Linked DNA regions of Mus musculus: region 1 is linked to region 2. Evidence: chromatin contacts called from public Hi-C data. All regions are on one chromosome and are shown on one strand. The core of a region is the stretch at or near the end of the contact, and the rest is flanking DNA. Distances in the headings are between cores, read along the strand shown.

Region 1 (2,767 bases), core at 139-2,638, 110 kb after region 2:
ATGTGCTTTGCTAGGGGATCTCTCCAGTCTGCATCTCGTGAGTTCTGAGCTCTGCGTCTTTCAGACCTTGCTCTCTCAGTCCTCCCTTCCTGGTGCCTTTGGTCCTCCCTGCCTCCTTCTCGCCTCCGCTCAAGTGCCTGGTGGCCCCTGGCTAACTTATCAACTTCTTCGCCTCTGGCCTTCCCTTGTCTCTTCTTTCTTGTACCTTTAGCTGCATGCAAAAAGTGAATTATAGTTAGTTTTTATGTTAATATAAATTCATAATTAACAATAACATTTACTAGCATACTGCAGAGCATTTATTTGTATATATTGGATGCAAAGTCAAACTGAAAAGCCTAAAAATAGACTATTTTAAAAGATGAATAAATTCTAAAATATGTCATTAATAGTTACTATGTAATTAGTTTGAAACTCAAGTCCCCATAAGAACTTTCAATAAACTATAGCAAATGGAAACCATCAAGTAATTAGAAAATGTGCATTGCTACATACATACTCTCAACTCTATCAGAGCTGCTTGTCAGATGAAATGTAGCTGCAGGAGCCCTGGTACTAGTGCTAGAGAAAATTTTCTTTAGACTCATGGCCACCCAGCCCAAACCACTTCCTTCTGGGGACGAGGGCACCTGTGCTCTCATCACAGATTGAGTGTGCTTCCTGGCCATACGAGCAAGAGATGGGTTATGACAGCTACGAACTCAGTGAGAACCCTGGACGCTTTATTTCTGATACAAGCTTCGAAGGAAACCTTGAATAATTCAGTTTTACTGATATAATCCCAGATATAAAATATAGAGAAATAAACCACCATTTTAAGTTAAACTTGGTCACTTATTAATTCAAATTCATGAATCAAAAGCACTGAGATGACTAAAATTTCACAAATCCTTTCACTACAGAATGAAAACACAACGGTAAATGACTTCTTCTTGCCCCGACTCTACCCAAATGTCAGTGTACCAACCCCTCTTTCTTCTGCTAAGTGACTGTCGATGGCACACGGTGTACGAGTGGCCTGCCAGTCAGAACTTCCTTCTTGGGCTGCAGCTGCCCAAGCAGCAGCCATCTGGCTCAGTGCTAAGCCCATGTCTCTGGCTCGTTCTCCAGTCAGGGCTCTGCCATGTTACAGCTCAGCCATGCAACAATACGCAAGCCCTTGGCCATGTCTGCTTCTCTGCTTTCTAATTTGGAGGCAGTTCATACTACTTTTATGCTAATACTTTAATAATGAAACAGTTCTCTGCAAAATTGTATGATACGGCAAATTAACTTAGAATCAGCAAACTTTCTCACTGCAAAATTCAAGCTGAGCTATCATCTGTCCTCAAAATAGATGCCATGAAATATACTCTGTGACATTCAGAGAGCTGTTAAATGACTGGGGCTGCATTCTTCCAATGTGGGACTAAAGTTCCTGGAAGCAAATGCACTCCTGCTTTAAGAAGATAGAACAGGAAGAGCCCCTCAGTTCTGATTATCATACAGCACGCCAGGCACTTTCAAATGTAACACAGTGGGGAATCACAGCGTGAGTATCTGCCCTTCAACCTAAGCTGAGCATAGAGGCTGCTACCATTGACACAGGCACTCCGACATAAAGTAACCTCAGATATGCAGACGCTCCTTCACCCACACGGACCCAGATGCTCTATTGAAGAAAGCAGAGCAGGTCTTAGGTGAAACTATACAAACCTTTTCAGAAAACATGGACAAGAAGAAACTGAAAAAGGATTTCAATAGAGCATCCTCTTTTCCTGGTGTAAAAGGCACATACTAAGAGGAGCTGGACATCTGTTAGAACTTTCCATCTGTTTGAAGGCACTGAGGATCTGCAACATTTGTGACGCCAGAATGAAAGATGCACTCACAGAAAGGAAGGGAGCTTGTGCAAAGAAAGACCAACCTGAGAGCAGCAGCTCCAAAGCCTCCAAGTGAAATGAGGACTGGCAGGATGGTTCAGTGGTGAAGAAAACTGCCCAGCCTATAGACCCGAGCTTTATCCTTGGGTCCCACACGACAGAGGAGAGCCAACTCCTGAAACTTGCTGTCATCTCCACAGAACAGACAGACATACAAGTGTGCGCACACACACACATGCATACACACGCAAATGCATTGAAAATATCTTTTAAAAGGAAAATGACTTGAACAAAAGTACCTGGTGTGTAACTTACAGACTAATACAAACAGTTGTCAGGTCATGGTATAAAGATAAGGCTGGGTAAATAAAAGAAAAGGGATGGTTTGTCTCTTGTAGAAATTCAATTACTAATCCACAAAGAAAAAAGATAGGTCATCATTAGGCAAACACCACAGAGAATGCTCTAAAGATGGCTGCCAAAAAGGCTGAGGAAAAGTTGGAGACAGATTTAAACAGAATGAAATGAAGTGTTTATCTGAAGAAATTCAACAACACTTTCTCAATTTAGTGATGACAGTTGATGTTAGTTAATTAGGACATGCCAGCAGTTCTAAGTCCCTTGAGTAGATACACTAAGAGCACCATTTCCATGACATTCTATCTAAAATGCCAAATCTAGCAGTTGGACTGAGAAAGGTGGACTCATATTTGAATGTTTGGTCCCCAGTTGGTAGAACTGTTTGGAAAGGAGTAGGTGTGGCCTTGTTGGAGGAAGTGTGCCACTAGGGCAGCTGGAGTGGGCTTTAAGGTTTCAAAGGCACATGACGTCTACCTCAGACTTGCAGATTAGATGTAAGCTCTCAGCTACTGTTACAGGACTATGCCTACATGCCTGTTGCCATG
Region 2 (2,700 bases), core at 37-2,536:
GAACGAAAAGCCATATGGCAGCCTACTATCTCATAGCCCAATTTAAAAGCATAAGTGAAAGAATAGAAAATGCACGTGCTGAAGGATTTAGCCACAGAGACAGTGGCGGGGGGTGAGAGAAAGAAAGCAGGACTAGAGGTGGCCTTAACAAATCAAATGGGATCTATGAAAAGGCCTCAAAGAAAACCATGAGTTCAACTTTTAAAACAAGGGAGTTCGAAGGTAATTTATCATTTGTTATCTTTGCTCTAGGAAGGATCCTATTTCTCACTCACTATTGGATGAGCATCTCCGTCACTGCCTAACACGCTCCACCAACATCGAACTGACCAACTGTGGTAAACCAGAGCCAAACCCCAAAGATTAAACTCATCTCTGATGAGTGTTGCCTCATCTCTGATGTTTGTATTTCAAACAATAAAATGAAGGTGCAAACTACGAGCACTGTATCAATGGTGTTGCTCACACTCCTTTTAACAGTTATTTCAAGATGCCTATGTCAGTGTGTGTGTGTGTGTGTGTGTGTGTGTGTGTGTGTGCGTGTGCGCATGCATGTTTGTGCTAACAAAAGTAGATTTGCAAAAACTCATAAGCCACAGAAAACTGGGCCTTGTTGTTCTCGAGAGGATAGGGAAGCAGTGGACAGGGCTGTGGCTTTCCTAGCCCTGGCCGCTCCATTCTCCAGCCAGAAGGAAGCACTGAGCAATCGCTGGGACTCTGTTCTGCCTTTCTAGTTCATTAAATCATATATCATTCTTACACGTGCGCCACCGGGCTATAAATCATGTGAGACAGAATGAGAGCTAATTAAAGGGTCAGCTGAGCACGTAATTTTGCATTTGGAGGCACCAGAAACTGAGTTACAATAAAATGTGATTTAAAAAAATAGAATCACTTCCCAGCTGATAAAGCAAAGGCTTTCCAAAAGCTGCCAACCTGCTCAAACTGTTCCTTCCCATTTAAAAGAATCTGCAAGGAGAACACTTACATGGGAATGAATCTCCAGCATTTATCCTGGACTTCTTCCTTACAATGTACTTGGGACTTGATGTTTCATTTGGTACTGTCTGTGAACTGTGTTTTCCGGTCACTCCTGACTTGTTTACTGGGTTGCCCACTGTGTCCCTCTCCCAAAGTATGTCCAAGGAAGCCAAGGAGTAGAAAGAAATGCAGAGAGACAAAATGCAGTCAGACCAAGAGGGCCGAGGTCATTAAGCAAGTCAGTGACTGTTTGTTTGGTGACAAGAGCCTGAAGAGACAGCTGACTCATGGTGGCCACTCTGTTCCAGATCTGCCCTTCACATGGAAGGCGCCAGGAGAGTGTGTGAGCTTGCACAGTTTATCCTTGCTCCCTCACCACAGCCTTCATGCTAGGAGAAGAGCTACACCTTACACACCATAATAGATATTAAGACGACTTGCCTCTGAAGCTCTTTATGGTTACACTATAAAACAAGGTTTAGAATTTGACATGAAGAAAACAACCATGGTATAAACACCAGGTGAGGAACTTAAACGAAGAGAAGCACTCACTCCGTGTTATTACAATTATTTAATAACCAAGAAGTACGTTTTCACAGCGGCTACCATCCATTCAGGATTTTATCAGCTTTAATACTAAGTTATAATCACAGCTAAAAGAAACTAAAATCGTAAGAGGAAAATACACTCTCGGTTTATTAATTCTTTAAGAATGTAATTCACCAGTATTTCTGGCTCAAGTTCCAGAAGATAAAATAAAAACCTTTCCTCTGGAAGAGAGGCCCCTTGGTCTTGCAAACTTTATATGCCTCAGTACAGGGGAACGCCAGGGCCAAGAAGTGGGAGTTGGGGGGGGGGGGGATCTGAGGGACTTTTGGGATAGCACTTGAAATGTAAATGAAGAAAATACCTAATTAAAAAAAAAAGACCTTTCCTCTGGAACAGAGAGTTGAACAAAGTGAGGGGTCCTGCTCACACAGGCCAGGGTTCCCCAGCCCATTTTCCAATCTTTACCCTATGCACTGGTAACAAGAGAAGGTTCAAAGGCACCACAGAGTAAGAGCCACATATTCAGGTCATCTGGACCTTTCCTAATCATGCAACCATGGCGCCTCAGCAAGTCTGCTCACCCTGCCTGCCTCATGGTAACCAAGTAGTGGGGGCTGCCTTCCTTTGCTATCCCTCTGCCCAGTGTCGTTACCAATACACAGGGATCCTTCCCCCCCTTCGCCAAGCCAGAGGACGTGCATATCACGCTGCCTTTCCAAAATATGGTCCTAGGGAAAAGGAAAGAACCTTGGACTCAGAGAAATAAAGATCAGGGATTATTTACAGTTAGATCTACAAGCAAATGATGGCTAATAAGAATACTAAAAGTGAGACTGAAAAAACTGCTCAGTCTAATAAGGTGCTTTCCACACAAGCACGAGAAACTGGAAGTTAGAGTCACCAACATATATGTTTGGAGGCACATGCCTGCCATCTCAGTGCTGGGGAGGTAGAGACAGGAAGATCTCTGGGTTTGCTAGCCAGTCAGACTAGGAGAATATACATACACAAGTGTACACTTACATGAATCTATGTATATGTGTATGTATGTATGTATGTGTGTGTGTGTGTGTGTGTGTGTGTGTGTGTATAACCCACACAAAATGTGTTCATACCCACATGAGCCCCCACCCCCAAACACACACAGATAATAATACATCAGAAATATCA

What was found. Hi-C and Micro-C count contacts between places; a contact is called where the count stands out from the background.
Region 1: a contact with region 2 is called in a Hi-C map of cerebellar granule neurons, with 2.5 times the contacts expected there. The contact joins two enhancer-like sites. A contact is called at or near these places in 6 of 484 Hi-C or Micro-C datasets (the HL-1 cell line, cerebellar granule neurons, cerebral cortex and 2 more), 1 of 115 datasets of contacts at active chromatin or transcription factors (heart atrium) and 2 of 9 other capture datasets (adipose tissue and liver).

The regions. Positions count from the first base shown.
Region 1 is chr2:77,896,368-77,899,134 of GRCm38.p6, forward strand. It overlaps Cwc22 (CWC22 spliceosome-associated protein), which reads right to left. Exons shown (of 20, transcript NM_001362658.1): 20 at 1-211. Among named protein-coding and RNA genes, the nearest start is that of Cwc22, 49 kb to the right of the region's middle. Within about 2 kb of position 1,389, at least 13 of the 459 cell types and tissues checked have an H3K27ac peak or open chromatin away from gene starts, as enhancers often do. A contact at or near this core is called in cerebellar granule neurons, where this site is marked.
Region 2 is chr2:77,789,780-77,792,479 of GRCm38.p6, forward strand. All of the region lies in intron 1 of Zfp385b (zinc finger protein 385B), which reads right to left. Among named protein-coding and RNA genes, the nearest start is that of Zfp385b, 26 kb to the right of the region's middle. Within about 2 kb of position 1,287, at least 5 of the 459 cell types and tissues checked have an H3K27ac peak or open chromatin away from gene starts, as enhancers often do. A contact at or near this core is called in cerebellar granule neurons, where this site is marked.